Regions from separate parts of the Hordeum vulgare genome. Here region 2 is linked to region 1. A link is a contact called in public Hi-C data. All regions are on one chromosome and are shown on one strand. The core of a region is the stretch at or near the end of the contact, and the rest is flanking DNA. Distances in the headings are between cores, read along the strand shown. Region 1 has its middle 40 kb from the start of LOC123396806. Region 2 holds the start of LOC123395810 (protein PLASTID REDOX INSENSITIVE 2, chloroplastic).

The links. Hi-C and Micro-C count contacts between places; a contact is called where the count stands out from the background.
Region 2: a contact with region 1 is called in a Hi-C map of seedling, with 3 times the contacts expected there. The contact joins the promoter of LOC123395810 here to the enhancer-like site in region 1. A contact is called at or near these places in 1 of 6 Hi-C or Micro-C datasets (seedling) and 1 of 1 datasets of contacts at active chromatin or transcription factors (embryo).

What each region holds. Positions count from the first base shown.
Region 1 is chr5H:416,715,647-416,722,421 of MorexV3_pseudomolecules_assembly, forward strand. No RefSeq gene overlaps it. Among protein-coding and RNA genes, the nearest start is that of LOC123396806, 40 kb to the left of the region's middle. Within about 2 kb of position 4,140, at least 3 of the 3 cell types and tissues checked have open chromatin away from gene starts, as enhancers often do. A contact at or near this core is called in seedling, where this site is marked.
Region 2 is chr5H:417,238,992-417,246,176 of MorexV3_pseudomolecules_assembly, forward strand. LOC123395810 (protein PLASTID REDOX INSENSITIVE 2, chloroplastic) reads right to left here and starts at 2,187. Exons shown (of 3, transcript XM_045090845.1): 1 at 1,888-2,187; 2 at 1,663-1,764; 3 at 499-863. The coding sequence starts at 2,112. The coding sequence ends at 675. LOC123395811 (succinate dehydrogenase subunit 7, mitochondrial-like) reads right to left here and starts at 5,416. Exons shown (of 3, transcript XM_045090846.1): 1 at 5,207-5,416; 2 at 4,186-4,288; 3 at 2,588-2,863. The coding sequence starts at 5,323. The coding sequence ends at 2,820.

The sequences.
Region 1 (6,775 bases), core at 2,890-5,389:
AGAAAACTCATCGATCTTTCGCAGTGACCGCCACTCCGTGCGCGTAACAGTCTAGAACATTGTAGATGACTTGTGGCACTTTGAATAGTAGGGAGCCGAGATACATCGAGCAGTGCAAAAGCCTGATTTAGAGCGAACAGACACGGTTCTGAATCAGGGCCTTCTCGACCAACAAGTCAAACTGGCACAAAAAACACCAAAACAAGTCAAACATACAAGGCACGTAGTGCTCTAACTTTTGCGCCAAAATAAATTATCAGATGGCGTACAAAGGCCTGACCACTCTTCCATTTGTAACTAAAACTACTACTGAATGAACTTAGCATGCTCCAAAAGTTGCCAAGTTATCGGATGAACTTATCACACTGCCGCAAAATTGTCGGAAGTCTAAATGTAAGTCATGTGAATGGATTCCATTGCCGTTCTTGAATACTGCAGTGGAAAGGTACCACTGAGTCATTTCTAGTAGCACATGTTACATTTGCAAATTAGGAAATGGAAAAGGAAAGCTGCTTACATGGAACATTCAGAACTTCAGAGTATTCACTCAAAAAGAGCATCGTTCGACATTTCGCTCAAAGAACCTACGATAACATAAAAGCTGAGGTTAGTACGGGCCTGTAATCGGATAACAAACAGAAAAGCAAGTGTACATTGTACCATAAGATCTGAGCCAATCCTGGGTACAGACGGCCTCCTCAACCCAGTGTTAACTAGACTGACAAATTGTTCGTCTTGCAGTCCTTATCGCTACACTGCATTCAGTCCTGGCTGGTATTGCCAATATATCACGTGCCATCCGAGCAATTGTGGGGTAGGTCAGGCTATGTTCCTTCCACCATTGTAGAACGGTTTGCTCAGCCGTGCAGGGACCTGGCTCTTGCAAGTACTGATCAAGTTCTGTCATTGGACACTCGCTAAGTGGATAGGTAATATGATGGTAATATTGCATCAGCGTATCATCCCCCTTCACAACAATGTTCCTGCCTGTTTTAGGCCCAGATGTGCAGCTAGTGTCTCTCACCTGATCAGAATATTCATAGAAGAGGTTGATCAACATATCATGCACTTCTTGAAAATATTCTTCTATATCCTTGTCCAATTCGTGCCTCAAACAATAATCGTACAACTTAGGACGAAGACAAGACTTGATGCATCCCAGACGCTTTGAAGGATCCATGATCACAGGTAAACAGATATTTAAGCAATAGAGATTCCAGTATTCTGTGAACTTCTGTTGCATCTTCTTTAGCTCTTTCGAAACTGTTTTGTCTCCATAGAAACTATCTTCTGGATGCAGAACTCTCTTTGCATCCCATAACCGGTCAAGGAGATCAGCTGGGCCATCACAAGTGTTCATCTCATCCATGCATATACGCAACCTTTGCAATATCTTACACATCCTTTGTGCGTTGCTCCAGTCTTTAGGTGAAGGTGCATATCCGCAGTTCAGAAACCGCACTGCTGAAGGGATGTGGCCCTTTGTATACTTAGAACACTTTGTGGATTTCTCCATGGTTTTGTGAAGTTCATCCATCCCCACATGTATGACCTGATTAAGTAGATGAGTTGGACACCGTATCACAAAAATGCTATGGTTTGCAGACATAGATGATGTATGGTTTGCAGACATAGATGAATTACGATTTGCAGACATAGACGAGAGAAGGTTCCATTCTTGGAGACTGGCTTTGAGATCTGAAGCAACTGAATCATCCAGAAATGCCTCGTCCAGTGTAATGCTGAAAACCTTGTAACGAAGACCCCAATTTCCAATAGAATACAGTATATCCTGGCTCAATTGTTTTGCACTGCAGGAAGGATCAACCGAATGAAACCTGATGATATGAGACTGCTTCTCCCATTCATCATCAATGTAATGAACACTCAAGCACAGGAACGCTGAGGTCAGATCATAGTGCCACACATAAGCACTCAAGCAGACCCGACTGCGCAAAGCTGCCAACTTTTCCTTCAGCTTGGTCTTTTCTTTGTCGAACAGTTCCTTCGAGTACCTGTACATGTCAACTTTGGCCGGCATCTTGACCATAGGATTCAAGCTAGCAACAAACTTAGTGAATCTATCATGGATCTTTATCGATGGCGGGTACCCGTGCACAGAAAATATCCTGACAAGTTCCTCATGGGGCTCAATCTGACCAACCTCCGGATCCCTCTGGTTCATGTCAGTGGGAATTTCCTGGTCAGGCACTGTAAGTTCCTCATGCGACTGATTCTTTCGATCTTTGTCAGTGGGAGTATCACATGAAGCAAGATTCTTCCGCTCATGTGTCGCAAGTTCCCCGTGAGACAAATTCTGACCAACCTTCTGACCTTCCTCATTCGTATCGGCAAGAAGAATGTGAAGCAGGACAGGAGCCTTCTTCTGGGGCAATACCTTTGCTGTGTCTGATGATTTATTTTGGCCGGTTGACAAGAACGGGGGCTTCTGTTGCATTGGCCTCTTCTGGGCACCAGGGGTGCACTTGGCCTGGTGCTTCTGCAGGTTGCCGGTGCCGCTGCTTAAGACCTGGTGGCAGTGCATGCACTCGGCCCTCGCGAGCTTACCGTCGATGTAGATGGGTGTGAAGTCATCCCATACTTTGGACCTGAGCCTTTTCAGCTTTCGACCCGAGAACACTGGGACAGGGGCGCTGCCCGTGCTTTCCTCTTGTTCATCCATGACGTTGGAATTGCCAGGCTCATCTTCTATGCCTACGCATCAAGAAAGGCAGAAGCTGTGAGTAATGGAGTCACTTGGGTAAAACATGTTTCCACCTGAAACTTGTCCTAGTGTAATTGGACAGAAATGTTGCAAAGAGAAGGTGACTGAACAGACAGACACATCACATATCTAACGAAAACATGGAACAAGGCATCAAACCAAATGCGGCACAAGATTACTTTTCCATGAGCGGCGCAACACTGATAGAATTGGTTGGTGCAGGGGACTTGAACACATCAGATTCATGAGGGAAGCAGACGGGCGACATCGGAACCGTAGGGCGACAGACACTAATCACAATCTTGCAGAGCACAGTAGCTACCAACAGTGTTCAAGCAGACGGAGATGTTTACTTCGACAGACATATTTGGTGAACACGTGCTACAGGAACATGTCATCTACTGTACTTGCTTCAACCCGTATGTTATAGCGTAGAACATTACCATCACACTCCTGATCCATACCTGCACACCAAGCGAAACCAAACGGATCAGCGCATTTATTTTTCCCCAACCGCATCGCATTCCTCGACAGGAACGATCCAAGGGAGAAACCAGAAGTGCGATCCGACGAAGGGGGAGAAATAAGAAGTAGCGGCGCGTAATCTTCTAGCAAGAAAAAGAAAACTAAGAAGAGCGTACCGATGCTCGCAATCCCAGGGCACCCGCGCCGATCGGATGCAACGGGACCTCGGAGTATGTATTATCCCTCCGCCGCGGCTTGCTTCTCCCTGGACCTCGGACGAGACGGCGAGGGCGGAGGGGAATCGAGTTTTTTTTTCTTTTCCGATCTCGGTGGGCGGTGGCGGAAGAAACGAGAGGGAAACTGAGGGAAGTGGCGAAACATTCGCGCCGCCGCTTTTCCTCTCCCTAAGCCATCCTGGGCTGAAATTCCTCGGGAGCCCATATCTCAAAGGCTAAAACCTTGCAGAAGCAACCCAGCAATTTCCGTTCGGGCCGAACCAGCTGGGCTTTTTTCGTAACTGTACAAAACACACACAAAAAAATCCTAGTGTACTAGGAACAAGTGCGATAACCCGTCCACGAGTTGTCTCAAAAGGAAAAAAAAAAAACGTCCACGAGTTAGGTAGCGCAGTGGGCGGTGGAGTGGTAGCACGTAGGGACTGCGATGCACTCTAGTCTAGCGGGTCAAGATTACACACACACACACACACACTACCTGGCGACGCAGCCTGTCGCGCTTTCCCGGGGCAGCGCACGCTGGCAGCTGCCATGCCATTGCCACATCCACTAGTGTTTCGTCTTTCGTAGCAGTCGGCCGCTACAGGCCGAGGCTACAGCGCACGCATCCTCATCTCGTCGCGGCAACAAAGCAGATGCGGCACCGCAGAGTACTGCACGGGGATCTGAGTCTGAGCCTGTCTGTCCGTCGCGCGAATTACGCCTCCTCACGTCTCATCTCATCTCCAGATCTCCTAGTGCGCGCGCGGCCAAGATTTGCCCGGCTTTCCTGTGCACGGGGCCGGCCCATCATCAGCCGGATGATTAGTTAGCGTGCGCTGCATGCCATTATTACGATGACCTCCGTTTCAAAAAGAAAAATTACGATGACCTGCATCTGTCCCTTTAATCTCTGGTGGCGGCCAAAGGGTCGGAAAGGAAAGGAGAAAGGAAGGACAACCAAAGCGGGGTGGCGTCGTGGTCGTGGGCATGGGATTCCGGCGCGACGCTGCTGGCTCGCCGTGCGTCTCCGACCCCGAGTGATGGTGACGCCCTGATGATCGAGACGGAGACCCTTTGGCTTGTGCGCGAGTGTCGTGTGTAGCATCGTGGTGCGTATCTCCCACCCCTCTCCTCTGTGTAGGTGGTTTCCGTGTCATGATTGGTTCTGATGGAGATACGGGGGGATGTGCTGCTGCGTATTGGGACGCACGCGCGACGGTACTCGGTGCTCGCGTCTCTACGCGGGGGAGCAAATGTCATCCTTCCTCCGGACGTTTTGTAGTAGCCGTGGTATGCTTCATCTATGCCGGACTTTTAAATCCGGGCCGAGTGCCGTGGTATACTTCACCTACAAATTGTCAAATTCGAAGCATCTACAACCCAAACTCTTAAACTCGGTCTCTCAAACGATCACGAACGCGCCCACAACTCAAATAATGCATTATATATTTGGATATCTCAAATTCATACTAACATGTAACGTAAACCTAATACTAAGCGGAGCTTGTCCGGCATGACCATGTCCGACGGTTGGACGCGCCCCTCATTCTGTCGGTCCGGTCATCGACGCGATATAGTAGGACATGGGACACTAGCCGGTCCACGGGAGTCGAGCTCCCGCCATCTCCCACGCCCTATTATTTCTCGTTGGAGCCCGTAGCTCGGACGATACCAAACAACGTGAGGTCGATGACGGATCCTTCATCGGAGGAGTCGACTTCTATCATGACGCGGTTGTGGTGCCCGCACCCGTGCAACATACGGGGCGCCAGAGAGTGTGACTCCACCTCTCCAATATCCGTCGTCGCGAGGGCCTCCACTGCATCATGTGCCCGCTGCCTCATCCGGCGGGCATTGCCGCGTCATGACATCGTCCGAGGTCAGCCATGCTTCGTGCTCGGTGCGCCAACGAAGGGGTTGCGCTTCCGTCACGATGTTCGGACGCCAGACGAATCGCACCGCCTCGGGTGAGGCAACAACGCCGGATCCAAGCACCGGTTGTGCGGAAGCAATGGATTACCTGTTGGAAATATGCCCTGGAGGCAATAATAATTTAGTTATTATTATATTTCTTTGTTTATGATAATCATTTATTATCCATGCTATAATTGTATTGATTGGAAACTCAAATACATGTGTGGATACATAAACAACACACTAACCCTAGTGAGCCACTAATGGACTAGCTCGTTGATCAAACATGGTCAAGGTTTCCTGTCCATAGACATGAGTTGTCATTTGATAACGGGATCACATCATTAGGAGAATGATGTGATGGGCAAGACCAAAACTATGAACGTAGCATGTGATCGTGTCAGTTTATTGCTACTGTTTTCTGCATGTCAAGTATCTATTTCTATAACCATGAGATCATGCAACTCCCGGACACCGGAGGAATGCCTTGTGTGTATCAAGCGTCACAACGTAACCGGATGACTATAAAGGTGCTCTACAGGTATCTTCGAAGGTGTCTGTTGGGTTTCCGTGAATCGAGACTAGGGTTTGTCACTCTGTATGACGGAGAGATATCTCTAGGACCCATCCGGTAATACAAAATCACAAGAAGCTTGCAAGCAATGTGAGTAAGAAATTAGTCACGGGATCTTGTATTACAAAACGAGTAAAGTGACTTACCGGTAACAAGATTGAACTAGGTATGGAGATACCGACGATCGAATCTCGGGCATGTAACATATCGATGGACAAAGGGGAATAGAATATGGGATTGATGGAATCCTTGACATCGAGGTTTGACCGATAAAGATCTTCGTACAATATGTAGGAACCAATATGGGCATTCAGGTCCCGATATTGGTTATTGACCAAAGAGTGTCTCTATCATGTCAGCATAGTTCTCGAACCCGCAGGGTCTGCACACTTAAGGTTCGGTGACGATATAAGTATAGTTGAGTTGTTATGTTGGTGACCGAAGGTTGTTCGGAGTTTCGGATGAAATCACGGACATGACGAGGAGCTCCAGAACAGTCCGGAGGTAAAGCTTGAAATATGGGGATAATAGTGTTTGGTCTCCGGAAGGCTTTCGGAATTCACTGGAAGGGGTTTCATATGTTTCCCGAAATGTTTGGGTACGAGAACACTTTATTTGGGCCAAGGGGTAAAGCCCACGAGGCTTTAGGAAGATGCAAAAAGAGTTTTGCGAAGGCCAGGACCAGACGCCAGGGACCCTGACGTCTGGGGCTAGATACCAAGGACCCTGGCATATGGTCCTGGAGTCCGAGGAGGACTCTTGCCCTGCGTGCCAAACCGACTTTGAGGAGGCTCTTTCTCCAAGAAATGATCCCTCGGCTCAACATATAAATAGAGGGCCAGGGATAGCACCCGGAACACATCAATATTTCCCCAAGCA
Region 2 (7,185 bases), core at 937-3,436, 520 kb after region 1:
GTGAACAATGTTGGTGAAAACAATAAAAGTCCATGATTTTGAAAAAAAGTTTGTGTGTTATTTTTTGAGTGCAATTGTAAAAAATGTTTGCTAATTCAAAAAATGTTCATGCATTTCAAAAAATGTCCTAAAATTTTAAAGATATAATATGATCAGCATCATTGAAGATTATAATTGTTTTTCTCCCGTTGCAATGCACATCTCTAAAGGAGTTCGACCAACAAGATGAATGGATGGACACACTTACACGGGTTCTCAAGTGGCGCGGCGTGCCGACGGTCTTCCATCCGCTATACTACTACTGCTGACTTACAGTGGCAATGGTGAAGGCAAAGCAAGTATTCCTGCCACACGTGGCAAAAAACTAGCGAAACTTTTTTCAAGCAACTACTGTCAGTGCCAGGTGCCAACCATCATCAGAGATTCAGAGGACACCCAAGACACGTTGATCATGATTCAGAGAAGAAACGGATCAGGATCGGGCCGGCCTTCATCAAGTTCAGAGCAAAAGTGAAATCAACTTCATGCGTTTAACGGGCTCGGCATCGGACTAACGCGGCTAGTCTAGAATCTATCAGGATTCAAGTCTCCACTCAAACATCGAAGCTACTACAGGTACAACAAACAGCTGCCACAACAGAGACACAAGAGTGACAAAGGAAATCAAATCAGCGCTAATAATCTCCGGTCCACTCCTTCCAGTCCTTGTCGATGTTCTTCTCAGCCCACGCGATGGCGGCGCGAGCCGCCTGAGGCGCGCCGGGGAGGCCCCTCTCTTTGATCTCGCCCTTCATGTCCAGGAACGGGTGAACCAGGAGCGTCCCGGGTCCGCAGTACTCATGTTGCAAGAACGTGCCCAAGACCTGGAAATCAGAATCACGTCTCAGAGATTTCGTCTATCGGACTAGCTGTCTAGCTGAAAACGTAGTGCGGTGCTATCATATCTAACATTGAACTGTCGCCTGCATAAGCAACTGCATCAGTGTGACAGGCTTGACTTGAAGGTCCTTGTAATTGTAAGCCTAACTTATGCTAAACAGAAGATTGGCAGAAATAATAGCATGTGAACATACAGTGAGAGAGCTAAGCGAGGCTGCGAGTTGTAACTAACTGATGACAAACTGACAACTGACAAGACTAATGGACAACGGCCGTCCTCATGTTTACTTTGCATACATTGCAAGGTGCTCTGGACCTGCAGTTTCTACTCCCAACCAATTGTAACATTACTATCTGAAGATAAAGATGCTTCGTACCAACACTTACGAACTTTGGGTATTTGAGCTACTTTGCTGGTCTCTAACAATGAATGCAAGCGTCTATTTGAACCATCATGCAAAGGTTTAGCTTCTTAAGAACAGAGACAATGATTCTCTAAATGTTCACTCCCCGGCTAGTTCTTGGCATCAGCTCTGCGCATTAATTTCCAGACCACAGATGTTTTATCAGTGTCAATTCTATCTGGTCTACACTTTCTCAGGCCATCATTGACGCAATACCAAATTCCTAACCTAAATCACGCTTCAATCTAAGAACCCTCCGACATAAGCTCTGATGAACGCAGGCAGTTACAGCAAAAACTGCGTATACCACCCACCCAAGAATGCCGAAATGCTAGTAGCAGAACGAGAGCAAGTTAACCGTGGATGCTGGGGAACGTGCCTCGGTGCAGACGTCGACGATGTCCTCCACGTGCTCCCCGAAGTAGTCCTCCTTCTTCTGCTCCAGCCGCCACGTCATGTGCTCCCTGAATTTGCTCGTCTCCTGTTGGGAGACAACAGAGGAGACGCCGCACGAAATCGGTCACACACAATACAAGAGAAGGAAACGGGAGCGGCGTCCCGAGAAGAAGATGCAGGGGGGGAAGGGAGGCAGGGTGTCGCTGACCTGCTCGGCGAACTCGGGGATGGGGTCCGGGAATTTGTAGTCCTCGAAGGCGGCGTTCTTGGCGCGGCGGCGCACGACCCTGGCCGGCCCCGGCGGGCGGCTGCGCAGGCGGAGGTGCCCGCTCGGCCGCGTGGAGGGGGCGGGCTTGCTCGGACGTGGGGAAGATGAGATGGGGAGGATAATGGGGTTCAAGGCCGCCGACGCCGCCCACACCCTCGTCGCCATCGCCGCTCGCCTCCGGGGTTTTACGGTCGTCTCCTCCTCCTCTCTCCTTATCGGTTCCAGACGGACTTGGTTTCCAAATTTCCGACTGGGCAGAGCCTTTACTTGTGTGGGATTTTCGGCTGGGGGCGCCGCGCAGCCGCCCGATTCGAGGAGGGAAGGCTAGGATTTGGGAGGGGATGGAGTAACACGCTTAACGCTAACCTTTCACGTATATAACAAATTTAATTGCCTGATGCTTGTGTTCAAGCAGCTTGAGTTCAAGTTATTATGTGCTGATCCAAGCAGAAATTTTGGTTACCCTTCCCCACAAAACTCGCAATTTACCATCCAGTTCAAATATCGCACTCTAGATATATCACACAGTGAATCTAATTATAGCATGTAGAGCAATTTACTCTCATCGCTGCTGCTCAGACGCACAAACGGACAGACCCCAGATGACATAAAACAGCAGACATCAAGGGGCACCATCAAAGATCCGAGGTCGACAATTTATTGAAACTCCTCGAAGAAATGAAACCTTCCATTTGTGCAACAAGTAGGCATTGAAAATAGAAAGCGACTCCCAAATAAGGTCAACCTAGTTTGCTTTATTTTACATGACATAAGATCGACAGGAGGCTCAAAAGAGTGCTGGTAAAATGCCAGTTTATGAGATGAATCACTTTCTGGCAGATCTAAGGGGCTCACACCGACTGCGCTTTCCTTCATTGGGTGCTTGTTGCCAGTGCAACGATCTCATAGCTGCAGGCTGCCGAACAAAACAAAACAAACAGCAGTCAGTGTAACTGTCAAGTAGATCACCCATAATCAGATGCAACAACAGGTGCCACCACAATCTACAAGGCCGATGAAATAAAGCACATATTTCAATATTTGTTCGATGCCGGAAAAGGTCAACTAAGTACTACATGCCTCTGTAAACATATATAAGACATTTTAGGTTGTCTTATACATGTTTAAGGGGGGATAGCATTGTGTGCTACACAAGATTTCTCTTCAGAGGTTGAGAGATTCAGTTTCAAACCTACTGCCTACCGTAATGAAGAACATGTTTCTAAACTTCAAGGATTATGTGCAGTCTGCCGGTATGAAAAAGACAACTGTATTCAGACCTACTGCACACTTCAAGACAAAGCATGCCCTGAAAATTGGTGAGATGAATAAGTAACTTTCCTTTTCACATGGTCAGTTACTACGGCCATGCCAGGGCGGCTAACAGCAATACATAGAACCAGAGATACAAGGAAAATGTGTCTTAAAAAAAGCACATCATCTTCAAAGTTCCATAGCAATTGTTAGTTACAAGAATACATTGTCAAACCGAAACAAATAGACTTCAAGTTATGAGTTATTTTCAAATGGCAACTCAGCACTCAAGAAAATAATGATATACTCCCTCCGTCCCAAAATTCTTGTCTTAGATTTGTCTAGGTATGAATGTATCTAGTCACGTTTTGGTATTTGGATACATCCATTTTACAAGAATACATATTCAAAGTTCCATAGCAATTGTTAGTTACAAGAATACATCATCAAACCCAAACAAATAGACTTCAAGTTATTAGTTATTTTCTCAGCACTCAAGAAAATAATGATATACGAGTACAATACATTCCATGGTCAGTAGAAGTACTGCAGCCAGAAAATAAGCTAGAGTGTAATGAATAACAGAGGGATGGGTTGCCAGAATTCATATAGAAAAAATAGCTACCATATGGAGTTGCCGACTTTACTACACTAGAAAAAATAGCTACATGTGCAACAGCACAGACTATATCTGTGGTGCTACAAAACTAACCAATGAAGCATACTACCATTTGCCCTACATTATCGAACCCAACTACAAATTTAGTTTAGAAAGTAGAGAGATACTACCCACGTCAACTAAATGCCTATATCATAAAATGAGGACAGAACTAACATGATAACAGGCATATAACATTACACAGGTGGTCAACATCCAATTACAAACTGGATCATTAATTATTGCACAGTACAATCCTTAAAGAGAGAAGCCTAATACACAAGAATAAGAAGTGGTCTTAAAGATCCAAAAGTATGATAACATACCAGCAAAGACAACGAGAGTGAGAACATTCCCGATTTTCGAGACCCGTTTCACACTGTTCTTGTATGATTTGAACCTCTTCAAAGCAACATCTTCCTCTAAAAGCTGCAAGTGATGAAGAGTCAAAACCATGCTAACAAGAAACTAGCACAAAGTAAAAGTAATAAACTAAACACCACTTCGCAAGTTGCTGTTGACTTGTACTCCCTCCGTCCCAAAATAAGTGTCGCAAACTTAACACTAAATTAGTACAAATTTTGTACTAGACCAACGACACTTATTTTGGGACAGATGGAGTAGTATAGAATCTAATAACAGTAACTGCATGGAGTCTTGCTTGTACAACTAGCCTTTACCTAAAGGGCAGTTTGCAACAAAGAAATAAGATGCTTATATGAAACCTCTAGTACCAAAAATGTCAGAAACACTAAACTACGGTAACAAAACACCATGGCAGCGATACAAAACACTGAAGATCAGCAAACAACGGCGTTACGCTGATCTATTCTGAGGATATATGATGCCCCTCTGTGCGAACAAGGATATGCAGGACAAGATGACTACTGCATCATTCAACTAGACATAAGGCACATATTTGTATATCTTGCCTGTGCATTACAGCACACAGTGTGCAGCTAGTATGCATAAACGTCAGTTACAGATCTCTTATCAGGATCATGATAAGCACCATCATTAAGTACGACCACTGCAGTTCGTAAACCTAACTAGAAAAATCCAGTCCCCACACCGCACCTGACCTTTACGCCAATCACTCTGAATGAAGCTGAATACTATCACCCATAACGCATAGCAAGAAAAATTCCCTAACCGGTAATCACAACATCTCGCCAGTACCAAATCAGATCGAATCCATGCGTTTCGTGGTTGCGCGCGGATCAGAACGACAGGCGCGATCTGCGCCTCCGGACAGAGGAACCGCGGCGTGGAAGGGTAACCGCATACGATCTAGCGATCGAATCGACGGAGCGAAAAGAGAACTGTAGGGGGGAGGAGAGGGCTGACCGCTTTTTCGCGTGCGCCGAGCTCGACGTGGTACCCGCGGCGGGGCTGGATGTGGGTCGGCGGCGGCGGGGATCGGAGGTGGGAGCGGAGGGAGGAGAGGAAGCCGTGCTGAGCCATGGCGGGGGCGCAGGGGGGAGAGAGGGGGGGGGGGGGGGGGGGGGCACACGGCAGCTCGAGGAGAATGGCGAAGGTGGAGAGAGATTGGAGAAGGGCCAAAGGGCAGAGCTGTGCTACTTTCTCGATTTGGCCCCTGTGTATATCGCAGTTTTTCTTTGAACAGAAAGAATGAGGCCCGGTTCTTTTGTTGGATTCTCACAAAAATCTTGAGAATCGACGTCCTTTTACATTCTATCAGAATTGGGTCTGAAACTCCTTGCTTCCAAAAAAAAATAGGAAGAAAAAAACTTGCTTTATATAGAAGCTTTCGATCAATTCATAATTCATCATGGAAATACAAATAAAACTAGAGGTGATACAAATAACAACGAGGTCTATGGTCACCTAGCAATGATTATAAGGACTAAAACGAGTCAAAGACGTACCACCGTCATCGTCACCAAAGTCAAACAAATCTTGTTTAGGGCACCTGAGCAACAACCATTGTTAATGAAAAGAGATATAGATCGTAAAGATCAAACCTGTAAACATCCAAATGAGGGACCAAATTCAAATAGATTCAGTGAAGACTAACAGTGATCGATTCCTGCGATATTCAATGAAGACGCCGCTGGTAGGAGGAGAAAAGCCTTATGTGTTTTCTATGATAAGAAAAAACAGACTCTTGCTAAGAGTATTATTTTTTACAGGAAAATCAAAAATGAAACTAACAATATAGGACCACAATAAATATTACGGATAGGTTTATCATACTTTGGGTAATTATTTTAGGTTGGTTTCACGGATTTATTTATTTGGAAAAGTTTGGGTCATATATTAATATATTAATCATCACGGGTACGAACACAAACTTACACAAAATGAAAAATATATCCATTTGGGGGGAGGGTGTCGAAGTCTTCTTTCTTCTGCATTCCGTGATGGTGCGCCATGAGCAAAGCTCGTTGTCGTCTACGGGCATCCATCTTGACACATCAAACTTGTTTAAATCCAAAAGCTTATAGAAGCAACAACCTAAAACTCATTCATGTAGGCCAATGGACACCGGCGGCGGTGATGTGCATAGAATATCGCCCTGGAAAAAGAAGTCAAATACTACAAAGACCACGAGCGTCAGCCATCGTCGCGACACTACGACCAAGACGAAAAAGGCTTACGTCCAAATATGAAAGAATTGACGTAGAGCATGCATCCTAGATCCAACACCAACAACGAGAGTCATCACATAGTAGAAATATCTAGAGGGGCCTTATTCGCTGCCACCATCGCCACTACGAGAGTCGAAGCCACGAATAAACAAAATCCTAAACTGAAAAAACATGAACTATTAGGCGAGACAGGATTCCATGGTTTTGTAGGACCAATTAAATGGCTAGAGGAGGTGTGAATAGACTACTAAGCAAAAAGGGTCTCTTTTCGTAAATTTTAGTTTCCTTGACAATCTTGTGATGTTCTAGTAGTCTATCAAGCATCCTACACATGCAAGTCTACAAAAGTATAGGCAACAGAAAAGTAAAGATATACGAGTGCAAGTAACAAGGTGGAGTTAGAGACATGCAAACACGAGTTGGCTCGGTGAATATTTTTCCCGTGGATCGGATAGTTAACTCTATCTTACATCCATGTTGATGGATGCTTTGCTCCACTAAAGATATAAGATCACAAGGATCTCGGTTGCGAGGTTTCACTAAGGAACAAGTCCATGAAGGACAATCATTCATGAAGGGTCCACAATGGTGCAACCACCTATGCCACCATGGCCTACACACATGAAGGATTAGCCCCACTAAGGATAAATTTGTCCTTTGCAAATTTCTTGGTTTTTTCACAATCTTGAAGACTTCCAAGCACCTAGACAATCT